Regions from separate parts of the Drosophila melanogaster genome. Here regions 2 and 3 are each linked to region 1. The links are chromatin contacts, called in public Hi-C maps. All regions are on one chromosome and are shown on one strand. The core of a region is the stretch at or near the end of the contact, and the rest is flanking DNA. Distances in the headings are between cores, read along the strand shown.

Region 1 (3,339 bases), core at 599-3,098:
CTGATGCCTGATGGCCACGCCCCGCGACATCCCCTGCCATTTCACCACGCCATTCACCACCACCACCACCCGCCCGAATGGTGGGTGAGGCGGCGGAGGGGGCCGCTAATAGATTTTCTATTACCAGGGGAAGGCAAGGACGCTACAGGATACTGGTTACCGGGTACCGGGTACTGGGTACTCGGTATACCGCACCCGTTCACACGCATGACCGAATTCCCATTTTACGCCCCGTCTCTTCCGGGGCCATCGGTCGTGGGCCAAAAGTCCCAGCGGAATCGATGCGGCATTATTATTATTATCATTATTAAAGGAGTCGATATGTGGCGATGGCAAATCCCGGCCAATGCGTATAATATGCCACATGTCCAACCCACTACATCTGAACCCTCCCCCACCCCTCTGATTTTGTTGTATATATGTACATACATATATATTTAATTTTTCCAAAGAAGCCACAAGCGGCGACCGCAATTTGTATCTCATGTGAATTGGATTGCACATGTCAGTATTAGTCATCAAGATTTGCACTTTAGGGCCGTTGCAAGTGTTTTGTTTAAAAAAAAAATAATACTAATAGTTAGTACCCACAAATCACTTAAATATGTATCAATTCTATCTGATTATTATCTCACACCAGATTAATCAAATCATTACTTTTCTTTTGAGTTTACAAGCTAGGAGTACTTCATGGGATAATAAATCCAATGCATCGAAGTGCAATTGCAATCAGAATTATGCGCATGCACACAGTATATATGTATGTATAATCACAGAGTAGTTGGCGCCCCCAAATCCATCACCTCCTCCTCCTCTCTCCCCCCCCCCCCCCCCTTTGAGCTGTGTGTACGTGTTGGCCTATTGAAACAAATTGTAATTAAATGAAATGTATTCCAGGCCGCTGCGACGCAGGCTGCAGCCGGAGGCAGGATCTCTCATTCTCCCTCGGTTTGGGTCACCATGTCAACCAGGTCGCCAGGTGGAAAGGGGTCAACAGTGGCTATGACTGTGGCCGCAAGCATTTTTCCACTTATCCGGGATTAGCAAAAATGCCACATTAAACTAAGTAAACAATTATCGACAGTGGGGCGATATTTGTTAGCTGCATCAAAAGGTAACAATAACTACGTACCCAATCAACCTGATAGCTTGCAGAAATGGAATAAACTTGGGAAGACGACAGTATTTAATTGTATTTAATTATTCACAAAAAGCTCGCCCAGGGTGCACAACAATTAGCATTGTGTACTTTCGCTTGCATGAGTAGTTTTCAATGTCTATTTCAATTTTATTGCTCACTGTTCTGGAAAAGAAATTAATAACAAAACATTAAGAAAACGGCATTGACTCTAATTTGATATTCTTGTAAACAATATAAACTATTAAAAGAAATAAATCTTACAAATCTTACAAAGACATTTTTAAGTTTCTCCACTTCGCTATTTATGTTTTAAAGTCTCCACAATTAAGCTAAGCCAATAAAAAGGACACAAGGATATTCCTCTTTCTTATCTAAGTTCCCCACCTCCTCCGATCACAGTTTAATTCTCCAATTTGCCATAGTTTAATTCTCCAATTTGCCATAGTTTGACTCTTCACTTTGCCATATTAAAGACTTCTACCAAGACTAAAGTCTCCACTGAAACAATCAAAGGATTAGTGGGTAAAATTATCCACGGGAATAATCTACTACCACTAATCCTTTGATTATGGAGACTTTAGCCGTATGCAGGATCACTCTTATCATAGTTTTCCACCACTCGATCGCTTGCCAACACTGATGCACATTATATCGATCTATCGAGCGCGCGATCGGATCTATTGGCGGCAAAGCGCAACCGCAACTGCCATCGCTAGTGTGTTTTCACCGCCTTTTTTATTAAGCGAATAACAAGTGAAGATTTGCTGGGGGAAAACAGGAGCCGCAGGAAACAGGAAACAGGCAGACAGAGAGTACAGCAGAATGCACGCTGGCGTTGTTAAGACGCCGCTCAGCGGCAGGAAAAAAGATGCGGCTGTGCCGGCCAAATCAGCGGAAAAGACGGCCAGCGGTGGCAAGAAGTTCGTGCAGACGCGTTTGCCCTTTAAGTTATTAACGCCAGGCGGTGGGGCGGTGCCCACATCCTCCTCCTCCTCATCGTCCCCCGCCACTATCGGCTCTGGCCCCGTCACTGTAATCCTGGATGAGGACGATCCCGCTCCGCGCAAGCGAAAACTTTCGTACGACGATGAGTCGCCATCGGAGGGCACTGGCTGCTCTACGGGGCAACTGCGACGTTCGACCAGCAAGGAGAATCTGGATCTGGCCAGTTCCATAGCCACTAAAAAGGTCAAGACCACGGATTCGGTAGTGGAAGATGTCATAGAACTGGATGAGGACGAGGCCGACAAGGAGATAGAGGACCAGGATCAGTTGGTAGAGGCCAAGTCCTCCAAGGAGGTCAAGTTGAAGCCCAAGAAGTCGGAGGGCAAGAAAGGCTCGCCGGCACCCATACAAATCAAGCTGCCATTGGTCAACAAACGATCAAAGCGCAGAAAATCCCTGAAGAAATCTGAGGAACCGCTGGAGACTTCGACCGCGGATGTTGCCAAGGGGGACAGCGAGTCCAGCGATGACATAGAGATTATCGCCGAAGAACTGAACCCCCAGAAGAGGCAAAAAGTACAAACGCCGCGTGAGAAATCCCCAGAAAACAGCTCTACAAGCGGCAAGCACACGGAGGAGGTCATGCAGAAGAATGGAAAGGACTCAAAGAAGCAGGAGGAGTCCATGAAGGCGGTCAAGGAGTCGAAGAAGGAAGAGCCAAAGACCGCAGAACAAAATAAAAAGAACGATCAGGCCACAATAGATCTCTTTATGGGAAAGAAAATGGAAACTAATAAGAAGGATAAACCGGAGGTCAAGACCACAGCTAAAGACAACAAGAAAGATCCACTGATTGCAGAGGATTCCAAACCAAAAGAAGTCCCTAAGAAGGAAACAAGCAAAACCGGAGGAAAAGGCAAGAAGGAGGGAGCAAAACCAGCTGAAAAGAGTAAGAAAGAAGAGAAGGAAGACAGCACAACAAAGTCAAAGAAAGAGAAAGCAGACTCACCTGCAAATAATCAAAAAGAACAACAAATTGGAGTCAAGAAAAAGACTTCTGAACCAGAAGATGCATCGAACTCACACAAATCGGTGACGGCCAAAAAGGATTCCAAGAAAGACGAGGCATCTACTCAAGTTAAGTCGGACAACGAATCTCCGGAAGCAGCAGAAATCTCGATGATCCTCTCGACCAGCGAGGCCAACAGTTCCAGCAGCGAGCACGAGATGGATGCGGATACGGACACCGCGGC
Region 2 (3,339 bases), core at 273-2,772, 45 kb after region 1:
TCCCTCCCACCACTTTCAAGCGAGCGCTCTTATTCACTCCTTTTTGCAAACCAATTGCAGCTGAAGCGTTTAAAGGCGCCAGTCGAAAATTGTTTTTCAGAGCGCGAAAAATCACACATACACACACGCGCTAGAAAAAAAAAAAACAAAAATGGGCCACAACAAAAAGGTTTTTCACATACGAAAAGCAAATCAAAATGCAATAAAAACAACAAGCAATTCGAAAAAAAAAAACAGAAGGAAAAACAGCTCACGAGACTCCGAGACCCGCAAATAAATGACTTCCCAAGTGATATTATATCTCGCACCAATACACTGATAGCTACTCTAGTTTTGTGCAGCGTGCGTGTGACTCTGTTGGGTGTGTGCGTTTGTGTGTGAGTGTGCAAGGGCGTACAGGTGGCCGTAGTATGGGGGTGGGAGTGGGAGCGGGACAGCACACATGCACATGTACCGAAAGGCGGCTTCGATTATGCAAAAAAAATATAATACAATAAGAAAAAAGGGAGAAGAAAGATGGGCAGAGAAACCGCTAAATGCGCACACACCTACACCTAATGCATATTTTACCCGATACGATTTTCATTTGCTGGCTGAATTTTCGGTAAAAAAAAACTTAGTTGCATTTGACAGAGGAAAACTCCCGTACACCCACACACATTTACAGCAGGCCATCGCGCACATGTACTTGTACATTTTAGGCAAATTAACACTTTCTTAATGTTCGCCAGTGTTGGCTAACGACCCAAGGAGAGCAAGTGAGAGAGCGGGGCGAAGTGATATTGAAGAAAGGCAGAAAGAGAGAGCGATTTATTGTTTTAACCGGCAAAAAACATACAGAGGCTGAAATTAGTCGGAGTAATTAATTGCAGTGGATATCGATAGACGGGCCTCGGTGTTGCCACCTGGCTTCGAAGGGCTCTCTCTCTTTACAGCACTGTCCGGGGCAAATGTAAACATTTAATTTATGCAACCGCTGCAGTAATTAAGCGAAAATCAATTAAGCAGACTACTCCAAACGCACGCCCGCTCTCATCCTCGTATTCTATCACACGCACACACATGCGTATCGAACTGCTCTTCACATGATTTCTCGCGTAATTCAGTTGGAATTTTTCACACACAATTCGTTTCTTCTTTTTTTTTAGCCGTTTTACCTTGACAAGTTTTGGTTCTCGTTGCGATTGCGTTGTATTTCAAGTTTATCACACATACATATACTCACACCTACACACGCAGCAAAACGTGAACAAAATACACATGTTGGTTATAAAAAATAAGCCAAGTTATATTATGCCAGTTGTATTATTGTGCAGCACAAAACCCGCCCAAAAATTAATGGAAAATTACAGTTGTTGTCGGTCGGCGTCGCTGCTGCTTCTTCCGTTCTTTCTTACTGTCTCACTCTCCCTTCTCACATATCCTTATAAGCACTAACAATTTCTGCTTCTCGCTCACTTTCGTTGCGCTGCCGATGGAGCTCTCTCTTTCACTCCTTGCTGCCTCTATGCCTTTTATGCACTCCCCACACACCCGCACACAGAGTGACATTTGAAGCACATACAGACGCACACGACTGGTTCTTTCGAGAATCGAACATTACCGAATTTATCAAATTGCGCTTCGCAATTGTGCATTTCCTGTGCAGATCGCAGGCCTCAATCGCGGCACGATTGTTTTTCGCCCTTTAGCAACGTTCCCTGTCAATTTCTGTGGATTTATATTGCAATTTGCGTGCGAACACGCGACCGTTTCGCGATAGAGCTGGTTCACGAATCGATTGATGAGCGATGTTATCGATAGACCTGATAAGCGAGAGGTGGATGTGCTCGCTAGATTCGCCAAGGTTGATGACTCCGCTAAGTGAATGGTCCTATTACAAAATATCGATGACATCCAAATTGCTTGTTAAATATAGTTTCAAATTTAACTGTAACATAAAAAAAATGTATTAAATCAATTTTAAAAAAACCCAACTTAGCATTTGTTATTTGGGGAAAGTCCATGCTATTCCCACCTACTCAACTGACAGGACGCATCACCAACTAAATTCGTTAAAAACATTGTGATTATTATAAACAATTAGTATTATTTATCCTGTGGCTTATGCGATTGGTTGTCATGCGATATTCTGGCTTTCACCATGTTCTCTGTACTACTGTACAGTTCCGCCGCTAATCAGACGTCGTCATCACTGATTCACCAGTTACTCATATGTGATGAGCAAGAGGGAGTTTTTGCCCGTGCCCTTACTTTCCCATTCGTCGCCTAGCGAAGGCAATGATGAAACAGCGAGGAATTCCATTTGGAGCTTAACTGTGTAGCGAAGCGAATCGCTTCCATTAGGGACTTTCCTCAATTCATAAACTAAATATACATATGTATTCACTTTAATGCTAAAAATTAACGAAGCAATGCCTGAAATCAAGAGACTTTGCCTCGCCACCGAGAATAGTCATATCGCAGCCAATGCCATGCTGCTAACAAAGATAGATGGTATGTTTGTGACATACATATCTTATAACACCGGATCATATTACATTACCTAACCCACTTAGAACTCAATTCCCAAGTCCTGTCGCAGCGCGCAGAAATCGAAAACTTGACGAGGGCGGTTAAGACACTTACGGAATTCGTTAAGCAGTCGATGAAAACGACCAAGCCGAAGGCGAAGGGAAATCCGGACGATGATTTTCCAATTATGTATGAGGAGGATCTGGTCGAAGTGAATCACAAGATAAGCCAGGACTCCAGGGGGATCTATGTAAGTTTCTCCTTCCTCATGCTTTTCCATCAATAGAATATTATATAGTTGTACTTATATGATCCCTGATCAGACGAATTCCATGCGGAAATTCCTGCGCCAGGGAAGATTAAGCCGCACCATAAGACTCATTTTCTCCGAGGACATCCTTCTGAACTACAATATTGATGGGAATCAGAAAAAGAAAAGACTAAAAGATCACGAACATCTGTTTCGTTCGCTTATGAGTAAGTTTAGTGCTCGACATCCAACTTTTAGTGATCCATTCAATAATTATCCCCAACTACAGACGCCATCGGTCAGGTGGAACCGACGCTACCCTCGGAAAAAGTCTTATTCAAAGCCATGAGATGCGTTAAGAATTGCGCAGCCAAAAAGAAGGGCAAGGTAGATGATGACCCCTTGTCCGTTTTGAGCGTGGAGAAATCATAACTGTGCCCATGTGAGATGACATAGTAGAAACAAGGATTTAAATATAAGTAATGATTTACGGGCGAATCAATCCGAATTGAGGATGAATACCCAAATAGTGGTTGATGGATCATCATCACTTTGTTGAGAAGTTATCACTTCAT
Region 3 (3,339 bases), core at 423-2,922, 44 kb before region 1:
TTTTTCATGAAAATTAGGTTTTTGTTTTATTTCATTTCGGGCTCTCTGTACAATTTTTTTTTCGAGATTTCCCGTTCGTTGTGTCCGAGTCCCAATTTGTGCGCTAAGCTTTTCCCCTCGAAGGGTAATTGCCTCATGTTTCATCTACACATCAATTAGCCGCAACAATTTAATTTGCCCGCCTGGAAATGGGAAAAGTGCGGTAGCTGGATAAAAAAAAAATAATAAGCACACAGCAATTTCAACAAGAAAAATCCATAAAATATTTGTGCAACATTTTCTCGCCGCCCAAACCTGCGGGCCGTTAGTGCGAGTGAGATGGCCAAACAACTGTCGTCAGCTATTTCAAATTGTCATAAAAATTTGATAAGGTTTTTTCCGCTGCTCCCCCAAACCACCCAACTCTGCGAATTTTTATTCCTGCGTCAGCTACAAGGCAAAAATATAACAGAAAAAAATGTTTGGGCACAAAAAGTGTTGGTTGCTCGAAAATATCATTTACAGTTAGACTGCCATGGTAGAGAATTTATAAATAAGCTAATTAATAATTATAAGCTAGTTGAAAATTAAAACTAACAAAACCGCTTTGCAAAACTAAATCATAATTATAATAGCTATATCTATTGAAATCATTTATTAAAGACCTCTTTTGAGCAATTCTTAGCCCACGAATAGCAAACTAGACTTTAAACCCAAATCCACCTTAAGTTTCGATTCTTTTCGCCTCACTTTGCGTAAATGATAATTGAACAATGGGGGCCGCCCATTGGGGCGAAAGAGAGGGGGCGTGCCAAGTGTGAGTGGCTGGCTCTCCCCATCCCTGTCGCGCTTTCGCCGCTGGTGTTGTGTGTGCATGGCAATTTGCGACGCAGAAGTAGAAGAGGAGGAAGCTAAAGAAGAAGCAGTAGCAGCAGTAGCAGCAGCAGTAGCAAAAGTAGCGGTACTGACCAGCGTCCTTTAAACGCCCGTCGCCACCTACCCCCGTTTCCTTATCTTTCGCTGTTAGCTAACAAATTTTTGCGTTGTTTTCGCTGTCTTGTCGTTTTCATTAAAATTTCATTGCTGCCGCGCAAAAATACGAAGGTACGTTGTTGCTTTTTTTTCCTCCTTTTATGACTATGTATTTTTTGCTCCTCGTTTTTTGCTCTTGTGGCAACAACAAAGTTGTTGAACTGAATTTTTTTGGGGTGTGGTCCCACACTCAAACGCACACCAGCAACGTACACACACGCTCATACACGCGCGCACACACACGCGCAGCAGCAACAACACAGCGGTAAATACAGCTGCTCAGCAAACGGTACCACCAGCAGTTGTCTCGCTCCCACTCAGTCAGGTTGTAAGCGGCGTGCGAGAGAGATGCCGCAAGAGAGTGAGAGAGAGAGAGAGAGCGAAATACTGAACGACTGGAACGGAGCGAAACTACGGCTATCTCACTCTGGCGCGCGGTAGAGAGCCGGGCAGCCATTGCTAAAAGCAGGCACTCACTCGCTCTCCCTCTCGTTTCCACCACCGCTGGTGTTTGTTTGTTGTTTTTTTCCTGCTTCTTCTTCCAACATTTTTTCTTGTTGTTTTTCTTTTTTCGCAGACTCTGGTCGAACGACTTTTGCTCTGCCCGCTGCTCGCTGCGCTGCTGCCGCCGCTGCCATCGTCCGTGGAAGGTGTACCGCAATTCATTTCCAGAGTAACTTTCGTGCCGCTCGGGTTGTTTTTGTGCGTCGTCCGTCGCCCAGTTGCTCAGTTGCTCATTCGCCCCGTTCGCCGCTCGTTCGATCGCTCTCGCCACTCGCCGCGTTCGCCGATAAGCAAGCAAGCACCAGCGCAAGCCAATAACAACAATCAATTCGCCGTCGCCAAACCGAATCAAATCAAATCGAAGCAAACTAAACCAATCAAACACAAATAAACAAATATCAACACGAGAAGCTATAGCTAACACAGCTATAGAGAAACAAAGAGCCCCAGAGGAGAATACTAAGTAATACAGAGAGATATATCCTTTTGGATATAACGCAGTGCCAAGTGACGAGAATCTGTTTTTTTACCGTGTTGCCAGTGCTAAACCATAAACATCGCCCAAAAAACATACATCTCTGGAATACAATATTTATATATATATAAATATACATATATATCTTTATATATATGCATGTGTAAAATATACTCATGCCATAACCATATAGTAGTTGGATCCGAAAACAAGTCACCATTGGAATACAGCACCGTTTTGCTTCTAGTTTTGTTTGTGTTTTTTTTTCGGTGAGTGCGATCCGCCGATATCGAGAAATCGGTAGCAATCTATATATCCAGCAAGGAATGTGGAGCCGAGAGATAAGCACGGATTACATGGGGAATCTGTAGACCTAAGTAGTTTTTGGGGGAGCGGGAATCTATCTTAGGGATTACTCTTATCAACTTGTTTATTTAGCAGAGATATTAGGTCACAAGTCTTACATTATCTATGACATATTTGAAATACACTCTTTAAACTTGGAATAATATTGAAAGATCTAACACGCTGTAAAGCTTAATTATTTTCTTTTTCGTTATCGCTTCAACTTTATTCTTGAGCCAATCTTCATTCTTCATTATAAAGCTCAGACTTTAGAGATATGTTATAATATGTTTGGTTCACTATTTTCGATTAGCCGAACTTGACAGATCTTTTGTTTTTCACTTACACTTCTACATATATTTACAAGGTTAAAATGTTCTTCCAAATGCTATAATCAACCGATATTATTTTGCCACATATACTAGTCTTTATTTAGCTTCAGATTCAATGGATCTTAGAAGTCTTTAATTGGAATACTATTCATTGATTTCGGGGACTCCCAAGTCCAACAATAGAGTTACCTATTCCATGCCCGAAACTTTGTTTCAGTTCCTTCAGCTCTTCGTGATATGATGGAGCCTTTTTTTTAAAAATCTGGTTTCGGTCAGGAAATTTCCGCCTATGACTAATGTGCTGATCGTAATGTGAGAAAATGCGCGTTTCGGAGATTCGTTATGATTTTCATAATTTTAATGGGCATATTAAGGCCGCCTCCCCTAATTAGGCAAAACAAAAAGAAGCCAGCAAGAGCCGACCAAATCGATACGAGAAATGTGATATAGAAAAAAGGCTAACAAAATGATAGGGCCAACGGCGAAGAAACCCCAAGAAAATCAATACTAGATACAATAGAAGACAGCCGACGGACCCGTTCGGGTCACATTATTCACACATATTCCCAACATCCCCACATCACCACATTCCCACTTCCCGATGTTAGCGATCGGATCGTCTAATTTCAAAGCGGCGGCTATAAATTAAAATATCTGAATAATACGTTGACT

What was found. Hi-C and Micro-C count contacts between places; a contact is called where the count stands out from the background.
Region 2: a Hi-C map of the OSC cell line shows a contact between it and region 1, with 2.5 times the contacts expected there. The contact joins the promoter of Trf4-1 here to the promoter of Caf1-180 in region 1. A contact is called at or near these places in 17 of 107 Hi-C or Micro-C datasets (the D17-c3 cell line, the Kc167 cell line, the OSC cell line and 5 more) and 1 of 6 datasets of contacts at active chromatin or transcription factors (the Kc167 cell line).
Region 3: a Hi-C map of the Kc167 cell line shows a contact between it and region 1, with 2.5 times the contacts expected there. The contact joins the promoter of oc here to the promoter of Caf1-180 in region 1. A contact is called at or near these places in 1 of 1 datasets of contacts at CTCF or cohesin (the Kc167 cell line), 16 of 107 Hi-C or Micro-C datasets (the Kc167 cell line, the OSC cell line, the S2 cell line and 6 more) and 2 of 6 datasets of contacts at active chromatin or transcription factors (both in the Kc167 cell line).

The regions. Positions count from the first base shown.
Region 1 is chrX:8,604,813-8,608,151 of dm6, reverse strand. It overlaps Caf1-180 (Chromatin assembly factor 1, p180 subunit), which reads left to right and starts at 1,848. Exons shown (of 3, transcript NM_132267.5): 1 at 1,848-3,339. The coding sequence starts at 1,964.
Region 2 is chrX:8,559,078-8,562,416 of dm6, reverse strand. Trf4-1 (Topoisomerase related function 4-1) reads right to left here and starts at 1,522. Exons shown (of 5, transcript NM_001272411.1): 1 at 1,158-1,522. CG12112 reads left to right here and starts at 2,225. Exons shown (of 4, transcript NM_132261.3): 1 at 2,225-2,496; 2 at 2,559-2,764; 3 at 2,838-2,991; 4 at 3,054-3,339. The coding sequence starts at 2,394. The coding sequence ends at 3,196.
Region 3 is chrX:8,649,014-8,652,352 of dm6, reverse strand. oc (ocelliless) reads left to right here and starts at 1,672. Exons shown (of 4, transcript NM_078536.4): 1 at 1,672-2,259.